Regions from separate parts of the Gasterosteus aculeatus genome. Here region 2 is linked to region 1. A link is a contact called in public Hi-C data. All regions are on one chromosome and are shown on one strand. Each heading gives the region's core, a stretch centred on a gene start, on an enhancer-like site or on the middle of the called end of the contact. The rest is flanking DNA. Distances are from core to core; before and after follow the strand shown.

Region 1 (7,183 bases), core at 2,658-5,157:
CTGGGCCCGCCTGTGCTGACGTAGCCGGACCCGAACATCTTCTCGTAGCGCAGTATGCCGCGGCTGGTGTACTGCTGGTTGTCCAGGAACTGCTGGAAAGTGCTGAATCCGTTCTGGGTGCTCGTGCTGCGGGGAACCTTCTCCAGAAGCCAACAGATCTGGTTTGGATTGTTTTTCATCTGGTGCAGGAGACGGACGAGGGCAGAAAGGGCGGACATGGGTCAGGAAGTGGTGGCAATGACTTCACAGCCTCACGCCTGCAGCGTTGTGCTTTTATTTCATACCTAGTGTCACTAGAAGACTGAAATGCATACCTCGACATACGCCTGAACCTTCTTCTTCAAAACAATTTCGAAACCAAACAGTGGGCCTCCTTTAGACTCCTCCACTTGTAGTGATGACACCAGGTGGCTGTATTGGGCCTCAGTGCGGTAGCAGGTGGGGTTGAAGTCCCTTTTGTTGTCACCTTGGTTGAAATTTACAAGTTAAAACTTTAAAAGTTAAAAAGTGAAAATCCTTTCTTCTCAGAAAAATACACTTTTGGGTTGAATTCACTTATGAATGTTAAAATCATTATTATTGCTAAAGAATGAGGATGCTTTATTGTTACAGTACCTGACCGGTGGTTGCAGGACTCTCTGAAGAAAAGAAAGCCACCGGGCCGCAGCCAGCCCATCACCTTCTCCAGGAAGGACTTCAGCTCCTTGTCGCTCAGGTACATCAGCAGCCAGTTGGAGAACACAAAGTCCATGCTGAAGGTAACAACGAATGGATACATTAATTAAATGAAACAAAAAGCAAAAATCCCTTACGGGACCACCAAAATGGTTACAACTCCTGCTGTGGAATGTCTCATAAATCCAACACTACGCTACAGTTAAACCAGTGATTCTCAAACTGTGGGGTGCGACCCTCTGGTGGGGCGCGGAGGTATTACAGGTGGGGCACGTGGGGCTTGGCCGAAATGTAGATTTTTTTTAATTAAATTTTTCTAATTAATTAAAATTTAAAATGTATTTATAATCATTTCTTAATCCCACATGGGGAAATTATTCTCTGCATTTTACCCATCCATTAAGGAGCAGTGTGCTGCTGTGAAGCACTGGGGCTTCAGTGTTTTGCTCAAGGACACTATGCACGACATGCAAACTATGGAGAGAACACGGATCGAACCGCACTGTAAAACATTACAGCCCTGTTTTCAAGAAAAATTTAGCATGGACCATTTTGTTCCATTTTTGTTGGGGCGGTGGGGCCCGAACATTTTTCTTCCTCCAAAGTGGGGCCCGACAGAAAAAGTTTGAGAACCACAGAGTTAGACCAAAGTCAGGAGGCAACAGCTGTGGCATCTTTCGGTCTGGACCACAGTGATGGAGTGAGCAATATAACCGTACCGCCTCGCTCTCGTGGCAGTTAAAGGCGTAAAAGTGTTTTTCTCAACAGCGGGTTTCTCAAGACGCACCTGTCTCGGGGTAGATCCAGCTTTGTCACGTCAGCTTGGAGAAAGGTAGCGTTGCTATGGTGACCGTTGTCCTGCCTGTTCCTCTGCACAAAGCTATCCATGAAATCCACAGCCGTCACATGGGAGGCCTTGGCCAGCAGGTGACGGGTGTAGCGACTGCAGAGGCGTGACAGTATATATCCATCTCTTCATTTGTTTTAACACTTGACAACATTGAATAACATAATCAGATCAGTTAAGCTTGAGAAGTGCCCTCTGCCACAGGACCTTAAATTAAAAATATACACAACACAGCCACCACTGCAGACTAATGGAGCTGTGCGCTCACCCGATGCCGGCTCCCAGCTCCAGCACCCTGGATCCAGCCAGGCAGGGCAGCATGGAGAGGATCTCGGGCAGCTCGTGCTCGGTCAGCTCCTTGGCACGTGTGTCCAGCATCATCTCCTCCACTGTCGCAGCTTTGGAGTGCTCCTTCCAGAACTCTGTCATGTTGTCACGAACTGTGGAACACAAAAGAGTCCAGATTGGAATTTTACAAAAGTATGGAATATTTGATTGTTTTTGTTTTTTTAAAGAGGAGGATCATTGCCTTTAGAGGAATTGTATAGATGTAACGTTCTTACTGCCTGTGGAATATGTGGCAAAGGTCAAAAACCCTGCATGTGAATCACCCATCAGATAGTTCAGAAAAACAAAGCTTTTAATATTTTTATCGTATCATAGACATAGGCTTTCAAGAAACTACTATACCATTCATTTGATTTAAAACACATATTTTAAATAGAAAAATATCTTATCCCAAAAACAATGACCTAACACAGATTTACCATTATTCTGGTGCTATGTGGGGTAAACTGCAAATATCGCCAAAAAAATAAAATTCCAAAATGAAAATGTCTATAAATATTTAAATTGAAGTAATCTATCAAAAGCAGGAAAAGTCACTCAGATGATGCAATGCTGCAGGACAAGTTGAAATCATATATTGGTACAGAATACAAACACATGTTTACTATGGCCTGTTTAAAAAACAGGAGCACAATAAAACTTCCGTTGCTTTACCCACAGAGATCCCATAAATCGGGCTTTGCTGACCTGCCAGCAGCCCAGAGAACTAACATCCAATTATCTAGTGCAAAGATGATAACGAGGGAAAGGAAAATGACAGTCCGCCACCAGCTGGCTAACACAAAAAGCAGGATAACCTTCCACTTAACTGTCATTCAAGCACAACGTTACCCGGGAGGAATCATTTGAAGTGAAAATCAACCAAAAACAACTGACACATTCCACATTACTTCCACCAGCTGAGTGAACACATTAGATCAGTAACAACACGTGGCGGCTCCAACACAGTCAAGTTGCATCAGACTGGAACAACACGTTTCAAATCAAGTCGCCATATTATTAGAATAAGCCACATGTACCGCGCTCTTACTGTACCTTTTTCCATGGTGGTCTCAAATGAGTCTGGATGTATTGTGAATATGGGTTCTACTCTTCCAACATAGTCTGGTGATTAACTGTTCTAACTGACGGACTGCGGGTTCCACAGGATGTGGGTGCTCTTTAAATAACGGGACGCGCTGAGGAGACGCTCGCCAGGTGGCACGCTGGCCATTAGGATGCGGCCAACACATGAGGACATGGTGGGGGGGCATGAATAATTACATGTAGGACAAGGGTCCGTGGACGTGAGTCACCCGACGGCATCGCTTATCAGCACCCATAAAAAGAAAAGACACGAGATCAATTGGTGCCAGTGGTGCGAACCAACGGTGTTTATGTTCAATTGGGGCGCGCGCGTGCGTGCGTGCGCGTCCCAGCGGCAGTCGACCCGCACTGGTTCCCGGCGCCCGAGTTGAGCTGACAGGCAAAAACATGTCCCGTGGCACGCAGCGCAGATCGCGCAACATTGCGTCATAGTGCAGCGCAAACACAGCGGCGCTGTCGGAGGGGGGGGGGGGGGGGCGTTATTGTGTTTTCAAAGATAAGAGCAACCCAATGAAGCTACTGAGTTCAGGCGGTATAGGTGAAGATCACGTTACCTGTCACAAATCTGATTAATAAAAAAATGTTTCTTCCAGTAATTCCTAATCAAAATGACAAACATAATCATTGTTGTACTCTTGTCCTTAACCTCTAACCTCCTTCTTTGAGGTTTGCTCTTAAGACTCCCTATAAACTCCACGTACAAAAACACGTTGGTTAATTGTTATGCATCAATTTTATAGAGTCCAAATAGGAAGCAACACTCAAGACAAACACATAAGAATGCAGAAATGCCGAGTTACACCATGAGTGTAAAACAGAAATGTTATTTTTTTTAAAGAGAGAAAAGTAAATACTACGTACCACGTAACCGGCGTGGGTCAAGTTTATTTATTTATTGATCCAACTGACTACCTGCACAGTTCCAACGTTACCGCATCCAAAGTTCACAGTTTACAACAACCAGGATGAGCTCAGCAGGTCGGAGGTTCTCTGAGACATTAAGTAGCACATAAATGTGTTCATGACGGTACACGTACCCGAGCACTCAATAACTCAAATAATATCGTCTGGTTAAAATCATTTGGAAATGTTAAAAAGATTGCAATATATCTATTATTATATTATTACCCCTAAAGAGACAGCATTGATCTTAATAAAGACAGGAAGTGCACAGAAATGAAACTTGACATTTCAGGAGATGGCGCTGTTTACCACAATTTCTTCACATTAGCCACCAGATTCACATATAGATGAAACACTGTTGCCATTTTTGTATATTTGTATAAGTAGAAAAACTGAAATCAAAACTAGCCGCTACGCTCTTATAACTGCCTCAAGCTAAAATTGACTTGTCGGAGTTCTGAAGACCTTGACCTGAGAACCATCTGAGAAGAATGACGCAACTTCAGGGGCCGTCAAAGATTAGTTTTTTTCTTTAACAAATGGAGTTGGAGGAGAAAAGAACTTGGAAGGGTATTTCCAAGAGCCACAATCTCCCACCGCAGGGAAGAGCCTGTAAATGATTATTCACAGTAATAATATTGACAGCGGTGAGTTGTGCAAGTTGTGCAAGTCATGTCCGTCACGGTCACAGCGGTCGTTTGTCGCCTGCGTCTCGCTGCTGGTTTCAGGGCCTCGCATCGTGCCAGTAGTCACACTTCCATTAAAACCGGAGCTCAAACTATTGGTTCAAGTGTGAAGGTCGTGTGGCTTGCGAATGCCGGTGCGAATCCCTCTGGCGTGTGATAAAATATGGCCCAACCTGCAGCGAGGACTTGGATCAAACCGTGACCCTTAAATCCTGCAAAGTGCATCACAATAGCGGTAAAAGTGACCACACGATGGCCGAAGTCGCTCATATGATAAAAGGGTTGTCTTTATCGTTATGGCCATTTCAAGTGACGATGTACAAAAGTGACAATCAAATTTTTGGAGTGTAAAAATGCAAATCCACATTAAACATAAATCTGGAAAAAACTATTCTGATGGCGACACGGTTTAAGAGCAAGACAAAGGGCTGGTTTGGGATGGAGGGACTAAAATAGGCGTATTTAAGCAAAATAGGACATTTAAGAACATGCAGTGCTGCATACAAATGTGCTTGGGAGAAGTCGATGGTTGTGCTGGAGTAGTTTAAGACAAATGCTCCTTGAGGAGAAAATATTCTACAGTTTTTAAAGCCTCGGGGACTTTTTGGTCTCCCCCCTGAGAACAGTGCGTTCAGCAGCAAATCCTCCTTAAAACAGTCAATTGAGGGTAAACTTTCCATGAGCGAGTCGATGATCACTTTTGCCCACTGGAGGTCAGGAAAGGCCCATAAACATGTTACAAGCAGATAACGGTTGTGGGTTGAGGGGTGTGAGAAGTTGAATGAGTGAAGGAAGGAGACGGTTTGACCACAACGATTCTCTCTGCTTTCTGAATGTTAGATTTCCAACAACTAAAGTTTGGAAAGCAGCAAAGCTGCTAAAATACTATTGCTCCATCGTACCCCACATAACACCCAAGAGAGGTTCTGTATGATTTTTACTTAGGGGATAAAGGAAGTATAATTCATCTTTTTTCCCCCCAAATGACTTCTTCTGTTTGAGTTCGTTAAGGCTTTGTGGCCCACGTTGTATTGCTCGCTCTCCTTCCCGGTCATAGTTACAAAAAACAAAAGGCAATGACGCATCAAGGATGATATTTAGAATTGAGGTTTAATGATGATAATAATAATAATAATAATAAGAAGCTGTAATCGGCACTCATAAATATTCATGGGGCCGTTCATTTCGGGGAGACGGTTTGTTTTGTCTTCTCCAAAACGATAAACTTTCCCTTCAACAGGTCTGTGTACACTCAGGATCGCCTAATAGAGGAAGACGGGGAGAATATTTTACCGCTTAAGTGCTGATGCTCTAGATGGAGGAAAAAAAAAGAAGAAGAGGATTTTGATATGGGAGAAATATGTGTGCGCTTGGTCCAAGGAAGAAAATGGAGTAATTGCACTTGAGTGCAGATGAGCGGACACTGGAGAAAAGAACATATCTTTGCACATGAAAGATTCATTGGAAATCTTACAAACCCCAGTTATTCCAGGTTTTCTTACTCCCACGAGAGACGGGGAAAGGTGGAAATAACCATCAGTGGTGAGAAGCAATCACGATGTATGTAAAACGTATTTATTTATTGATCTTGCTCCTGGGGGGCATTTGTAAATTATAGAATAGCGCAGACAGAACAATCCTCTTAAAAATGACTTTATGCCGTGTTGTTTCATCCATCCACACAGCAGTGCAGCCTCCATCCTCTCAACTTTGTGTAAGAACTCCATGCAGCGAAGTTCACTGTGATATCGATTGGTCCCTGCGGGGAAGCTCCGGCCGTCCATCTTTCTCTACAACTCCTCCCCCCTTTTGTCTATCGAGGACAGACGGAGACGAGGTCAATATCCCCTTTGCTTCCAGGAGAAATGCAGGATATGGCGGCTCGACTTTGGCTGCACGCACATGTCAATTCCATATTGACACGGCTATAAAATAGACAAAAACAGGCAGAACAGCAGATTTGTTATCGGACTGGACTTTTTGATGATACGTTTTCATCTGTTGGCCAAAAGGGCTCGAGATGGTTTCATGCCACATTCAGGGAGGTGAAGAGAGTTGGAAACACTGACACCTTCCACTCAGTGATCACTGAAACGGTTATCATCAATTAAATAGACTTTTTGGCAGGATTGTCAAAATATAAACATGGAACTGTGATGTAAACGTCTTCCACGACTAAATGAGCCTCAGAGACCTCAACGTACTGTAAACGCAGCCTGCTAGAAACAGTCAAACCCCAAATCGCCAGCAGCTGCACCTCCCAGCATCCACAGGTGTGTGAGCTTGTCACCTCGGCCAAATATTGCATCAAGTTCTTCCAAGCGCAAGCAAGAGTAGATTTAAAGCGAAAAGAAAACTACCTACGTTGGATTTCACGAGGCTGAAATCCCATTGAAAATATGTATTTAGCTTTCTAGATACTTGTCATCTCTATCGCGCAGCAGCTCAGCAGGGAAAACCTGTCAAAAGAAAGACATTTTAAATGAAAAGAAGCAGCTTTTGAAGCGTTTCACTTAATTCTCGGCTCAGCTGCCGAGGCCTCGTGTCGGCGTCGGCTACACTCCAGTTTCCTTCACATTTCCGCTTGTGCGTTCATGGCGGTGAAATGAAATATGAATGCTGAGTGGTCACCGGAGAG
Region 2 (7,183 bases), core at 1,177-3,676, 140 kb after region 1:
CGTTTTAATGCTCGCTTGTTGTTTGTGTCAACATGAGCATAAGGACGATAAAGCAGAGAATTCACATTCACCTAAAGTTATAGGATCGGACATGAAATGAGCTTTGACTCACCCCGACGAGGAATGTACGACCGGCAGCCTATACGAAGGCTTTCCAGTACAGCAGCCTCTAATAAATCCACTTTTCAGATGTTCCCGGGCAGCAGGAAATTAACTAAATGGACTTTTATCCCACTGCTGCAGCCAGAAGCTGTGAGTTCACCTGTGCTACAAACAGGGCCAACGCATACACACTCAAGATGTCCCTTTCAAACTAAGCTCTCCGGCGGAGCTTAATGAGGTTCCTGTGAGAACTTTAAGCAAAGAAAATAAGTTCTCAAAGTTTGGCCGCGGTAAAAGCTTGGCAGTTTAAAAGGACTCTGACATAATAGGTCTTACAGTAAATCGCCCAGGAGGTATTCTTGAGTGCACTCTAAAAGGCTGCAAAACTCCTAATAGGGTTTTGAGCTGAGAAAAAAGAGGTTACAGTGATAATATTATACATGCAGCAGCCGTTATTATTATCATTATGATTGTATAGTTACAACATGGATAACAAATGGCTCCCATCGATGTTTACCTGCAAACTGCAGATTAAAACAAAATGCCTTCTGACATTCCACATGATTTAGCTCGGCCTATGAGCATTTGTGGAGACAAACACAAAACAATGATACAAACAAACCAAGACCCTCATGCATTGCACACGTCTGCAGTTGCCAGTTTAAAATGTAAATGGAGATGAGACGTCCTCACTGACTCACACATTGTGAAAATGATGCTGCCACACAGTTCTCTGTAGTGTGTAACCTTCAAACGTTCGGCCCCTCCGGCCACAACCCACCTGAGTGGGGTCAAAGCAAGCTGTCAAAGGCAAAACACCTGCACTGATGTCACCGATTGGGTCGGCCCAATTTATTCACTGCAGATTAACCGCCGGAATATTCATGTGTTTTTTTCACATCATTCATGTGCGATGATAAAACTCCACCAATAGATTTAATTGCAAAAAAAGTAAAGTATCAGCGTTTACACTTTACAAGAAAGGTGGATGGGTTTTTTTGGAGAAGAATTCCAAATAAATTAATTGGGGCAATTCAACTATTTTGTATAATGTCTTTTCCGAACACCTTTTCTTCCAAAAGCGCCGACTTGCTCTAAATACCAAATAGTGCTGTTGAAAATGTTTAAATCAGTAATTTATTTACAATTTATTTACAATCCCTGTGATGACTTGCTATGCTTACGACAAGCGACCCTTCTAACAAATTGCCACCAGGGGGTAGTCTCTACCCAAACTAGTCCTCAGCCTTCCAAATGTAGGGTTCCTCTGCCCGAGGACGTCAATACACACTCGATAAAGCAATGCTCAGTCATTTTCTCTGCTTAATTGATCCCACTGCTACCCAATAATGTGTGGTGTGGCATTTCTTTATTGCAGCAGCATGCCTCAGAGTGCAACACGCTATTTGTAATCATCCTGTTGTTTTGCTCCTGCGTGACCAGCCATCTGTAGACAGCATGCGGTGGACTTGTTGGTCGGCGGTCGAGGTCAGGGGCTCGGCGGTGCAATCCTCCCCGAGCTGCCCGTAGGGCTGTAATGACATTGTCCTGGTATTTATCAGGGCTTGCGAAACACTCGTCCGGGGGACAAGAACACAACATGCTCTTAGCCAACAGGTTGGATAGATATGTAATAATGACAAAATTGTGAACAAACACAAGGCCGGCTTGATAAGGTAATGGTTATGTGTGCTGTGCAAGTAGAAAGCACACTTTCAGAATTACTCTCTCTCTCTATCACACACACACAAACACGCACCACGACACCAACGTGTAACACTCACTTCATATTTATTGCGTCAATAACTTGAATTCATCGAGATTGACTCCAGTCAATTCATCTTAACCTGCACATACTCACAGTCAACTCTCACCGCATCATAATTGTGCTTTATCTCATTGCACAATTGAATGCTGATTCGCGATCAGAATTTTGATTGACTCCATAAATCCAACCAAATCCAACCGCTGAGGCTCACCTCAACAACAGCATTTAAAATGCCAACCTGTCAACTCCCATCACAAACTTTTTCAAACAACAGAGACAGACGTGTAATCTTGTGCTTGTGTGTGTTCCTGCGGCCTCCCTCACCCGGCCACTCCTTGTGCTGTCAGCATGGCGGGGTGGAGTCGGCGGCGCTGCACGTGTTGAAAGTCTGCACGGAAGCTTCCCTCACTCGCGCTCTATCTGCCTTCCCCTGAATATTTGCATGGCTAAGCTGAAACAGAAAAGAGGAGGGGCCCAGTGTGTGCAACCAGCCCGGCTTTTTACCAATCAAAGGGGTTTCCCCACCCTCTCTGACTCCTTCCCTCCCTTCTCTGTTCAGTCCCACTGTGTCTGAGCACTCCAACACCCCCCAACCCTCCCCTCCCAAAATAAAAGTGAAGGAAAAAAAAGTGATAAGCAGCGAGCCGCTTGTGGGTTTTGCTTTCAAGCTCCCTCCTGCTGAATTGGCGTGCGTGTCTGTGTGTGCGTGTGTGTGTGGGGCGTTCACTCTTTCTCCTGCCACACTAACAACACGTTGCAGCAGCGTTGGCCCACGAACAAAAAGCAGCAGAGCCGCGGGAGGTGAGACGACTCGGTGCTGGAAGCAGGCAGAGTGGCCCAGCGCGACTGCGAGACTCAGCGGGGGAACTCAGCCTGACATTCACGCTTCCTGCTCCCCGGAGCCCGGCCCGCCTGTCCGTCTCTGCCACACTGTTTTGTCTCCCTTTCGTTCACCTCAGCCGCTGAGATTCCTGCACCTGCCTTTCTACCCCTCGGCAGGGGCACCAGAGGGGGGGTCCTTTTCTCTTTTCATCCACCTGTGCCGACGAGATGTCAGACGACGAGTGCCGCTCGCCCATCGGCCTGGACTGCTGCAGTTGCTGCCTGGACCTGGCCAACGGCTGCGATGACCCCATCGGGGGCCTCGGCGCCACGCCGGGAAGCCCCACCAGCCCCATCGCCAATCACTTCCGCCGGCTACGCAGCCAGCTGATGTACCAGAACACGGACAAGCTGAACAACATCATGAGGCAGGACTCCCTGGAATCGGTGGTGAGGGACCCCTGCTTCCTGCTGAACGAGGGGATCTGCAACAGCAACATCGACCAGACCATGTTGTCCATACTACTCTTCTTTCACAGGTATGGCCGCTGTTTGCTCAGCTGAGCGCCACACGCTTATCTGATCAGATTACCAAGCAATATCGAGGGTGATGTCATTGACACATTTGAACTTGTGCTGAAAGTTTCGCTTTGGAACATTTGGTACAAAGTCCACTTTCACTCACTTCTGCATCTGCAAGTACGCGAGCACGTCACCGGGCTGATGTGGTCTTTTCTGGTTGTCGACAACACACTATGTCATCACAGGGAAGTGGGGAGACAAATAGTGAGATTTAAATGCAGACGATCAGGTGGAATTTGTCTGTCTATATTGAAAACAAATTGAATAGACATAGAACAATGTACAAATATTCATGCAGCACACAGTGTCTTTTTACATCAACACAAGCCCAGTTTTTTCATACAGCATATTTGACATGTTACACAACATGACACTAATATTTGCAAGGCGTTGCTTAACTCTCAAGACGACTCGTTGGTCGTAGATTCATCACAGTGAAGACAGACAAAATGTAGATCAAAGAGAACAACCAAACATAAAAACATGAACTTATTCCGAAGCAACAGTTTGTTGTTTGTAATATTGATTTATTAAAATGATGATTTTATGCAAGAGGTCAATAAAAAATGGCTCCTGAACCTGAGCCAGAAGTTGTTGTTCATTTTCCTTTAAGAAGCTGTGATTTCGTACTGCTTATCCGAGCTGGGAAATGTTCTACGGAGGAAACTAGTAAACACAGAGCTGTAATCATCAAAAGAGCCGCCTTTCAATATCAGTAAAACATAAATGTCTGTGTTAAAGGATTATAACTTATCTCAGACCAGGGTATGTTAAATAACAATCCATCAATAAAAGAGAGGTTTTCTTTTTGGTTTACGGAGGTGAATCGTAACACCAGATGTGACTTACTGATTGTTTTACTCCACCAAGTCTTGTTATTTTCCTCATCACTATAAAAAGCATAATAAAGTAGTTATTGTTCTATTAACATTTTATGGGAGACATTTCATGGTTGCTTTAGTTTTAGAACCAACAACAGTTTTTTCTAGAAAGGCAGCATGTATAAAATGTTTCCTGCTATGGGAATCCTTCTAAAAACAATCCTTATAATAGCTGCCATTAAGTAAAAATTTTAGAATAAAAAGATCCCATGTTTTGTGAAAAAGAAAATCTGTTAGGGTGTTTCTCCTGATTTGTGCATGAAATTAAACTAGTCATGATATTTGTTATCTTGGATTCAGTAACTTGCAGACGATATCATAATAGCAGTATTCCGTGGCCGAGAGGCATTATCAGTACTTTATCCACGTTATCTACGAGCCAAACTGGCACAGAAAATCTGAATCAGTTCAACCGTTTCATAACAGCTCGGCAAATTATTTTTATTGTGTCACATTGTTTTCGTGGATATTGTTCTTGCTCTGGAGCTGAATTATTCAATGAAGGAACAGACGGGTGTTGATTTATTTATGATAGCGTAGAAGAGTCATTGTGCTACTGAGGATAAGGAACAAGAGGTTAAGAAACTTTGGGTGTGGATTGCAGCGCCGTACTTTTAACATGTCCTTAGACTTAAGGTGAAACTTAGATTTGCTCAGACGAGTTGCTGTTCATTGCTTTCAGTGGATGAAGTGAATAAAACTGGGAGGGCGTATTTAAAAATGCAGCAGCGGCTTTTCCTGCACTGCTATTCTGACTTTGTCATAATTTCCCTGCAACACTTTTTTGCTGCATACTTTTCATCCCTACCCACAGTGGCACACCGAGGTACGCAGTAAAGACTACCAATTAGATCATGGGAAAACTCTTTAAATCTTCATCTCCTTATCTATTCATGTTAAAAATGTATCTGCAGAAATACGTTTCACATTACTGGCCAAACGTTTCACATTACTGGCGAGGAGAAAATGTCCAATGTCTGCCATGCATCTGTGTGCGCAAGCTCAACTGTTTACTTGACAAACAGACTTTCCATCCAGAACACTTTGTTCCCGAACTTTTCCCTCTGAAGTGGAACTCCCAGGCATGGATCATGAGGCTTTCATGGATGGGCTTTCTAGCAGGATTTAAAACATTGATTTCAAACGTGGACTTCTCTACGTTCTTCTGTGCACAAACACATTCGTTCATTCACGCATGTGCCTGTGCAGTATAATCCTGTCAGTTGAAGCGAGAAAGCTGCCTCGCTAAGCTGAGGTTTGCAAAAGTCCATGGATTTTTCAAGTGCATGCCTGGAGACGGCCGTGCCTCTGATGAAAGCCCGGCTGAGGTTCATGCTGTGACCTCTCCCTGGGTGGTCAAATCTGCCGAGCGGCCGTTATTCTCAATTTCCCCACCACGGGATGCTCGGCACAGCCCGAGGAAGCTTGCCAGGACGTCTTCTGGGCTCGCTGAATATCACTAAAATGTTCATTGGCCAGCAAACTTGCTATGTAGAAACGATTCGTGGGTGACAGAAATGCGCTGGGGGAGCAAAGCCAGGGAGCCCTGAAGGCGGGTGACGAGACCAGCGGGTAAATCAGATAAAATGTGTTGATTTACTTAAGGCGAGAGCTACACTTGCAAAGAGAGAAGCACCTTTCCACACACCTTCACCCCAAGAAGTCAGTCAGTGCTTAGCAGCCAATAAACGCCTTCACGTGGCAGGGTGAAGAGGGGTGAAGAGCCTGCAGCAATCAAACAGGACTTTGGGCCTCTGACCAGTCAGCCGTCAGCCGGCGGAAAAAACACAGAGGGAAAAGAACTTGACGGCAGCCAAAAACAATGTCACAAAGCGTTGCCTCGTAAAAAAGGTTTGCCCTGCAGCTGCAACCAATGTGACCACGAGACAGTTCTGAAGAAGACATCTGCACACTTCAGCTGGCCACGCCAGATTCATCCACGAGACCAGAAAAATGCATTTGCCAGGTTCGTCCGCAACGGACACCGTTTGATTGAAGGAATACTCAAATATTCAAATGGGTTTTGAAATGAATTGATTCAACGAATCGAGTGCAAACTGAAGCAGTTGTTGTTGAAGAGTAGTGAAAAGTGCAGCGGTCAACTACGTGGTGAAATAAGACATTAAAATATCCTCACATTACAATATTTTACAGAAACCTATTAATGAATGCATCAAAATGGGGCTGGTCAGTATGCAACAGTAGCTGTGGACAAGCAGACACAAAGGGACATGGACACGCACGAACACGACTGAAAACACAACGTCCCGGAGGAGGTAATAACAAGTGTAGGCAAGAAAGTTTGATTCTCTGCCCTGACATAGGAATGTTTTATTGTAACACTCCTTAGAAGCCGAGGCATCATTACAGGGATAAAAGATCTGCATGTTGGCCTCAGTGATCTTTGGCTTCAGTCCAGTCGACTACTGAACACGACCAAGTCCTCCCACAAAGCAGGAGGGGAGACAGGGTGCCGCAGTGTGAGAGACCCCACTGCACTTTAAAGCTTTACTGATCAAAATATAAAACCATAAATAGCAAAGTCCAAGACCTACGTTTAGTGATCAACTGTGGAGGTATGGAAAGGGTGTTTTAGATATCTACGCCATCCAGTGATCCGTTTAAATGGATATTTGACAATACAGAAAAAATCTGTGACACTATTGGCGACGCTTTTGTTTTGTTTTCATATTTTAGTTTTAGTACATTGCAGTCGATTAATTATTTACAAAAGAATATGATGTGGTTATTTCTTCTTTATCTGTAGAGTGTTGAATTAATTTACATGCAGGTCAGACCAAAACACCTAAAAGTATCTCCGTCACGAGATGAAAAATGAGTTAAAAAAGTGATCCCCGGTGGATAAATTACAGGGATAAAATGAAAGTGCATCCGGTTCCATGCCTGCTCCCTGGACAGATATAAGCTTTCTGCTTAAACATTAAAAGTGGATGTAAACAATGTGTTTTTAGGCCTCGTGATGCAAATGACATCGTGGCTGTATGGAAACACCGATCGGTCAAGGGCG

What was found. A called contact is a pair of places that touch in the nucleus more often than the background predicts.
Region 2: a contact with region 1 is called in a Hi-C map of skeletal muscle, with 2.9 times the contacts expected there. The contact joins the promoter of tsc22d3 here to the promoter of pmt in region 1. A contact is called at or near these places in 3 of 6 Hi-C or Micro-C datasets (skeletal muscle and whole body).

Annotation. Positions count from the first base shown.
Region 1 is chr4:8,392,740-8,399,922 of fGasAcu3.hap1.1, forward strand. It overlaps pmt (phosphoethanolamine methyltransferase), which reads right to left and starts at 3,908. Exons shown (of 12, transcript XM_078102006.1): 1 at 3,818-3,908; 2 at 1,791-1,962; 3 at 1,463-1,618; 4 at 616-752; 5 at 315-466; 6 at 1-179. The coding sequence starts at 1,951.
Region 2 is chr4:8,532,925-8,540,107 of fGasAcu3.hap1.1, forward strand. tsc22d3 (TSC22 domain family, member 3) reads left to right here and starts at 2,427. Exons shown (of 3, transcript XM_040173645.2): 1 at 2,427-3,231. The coding sequence starts at 2,921.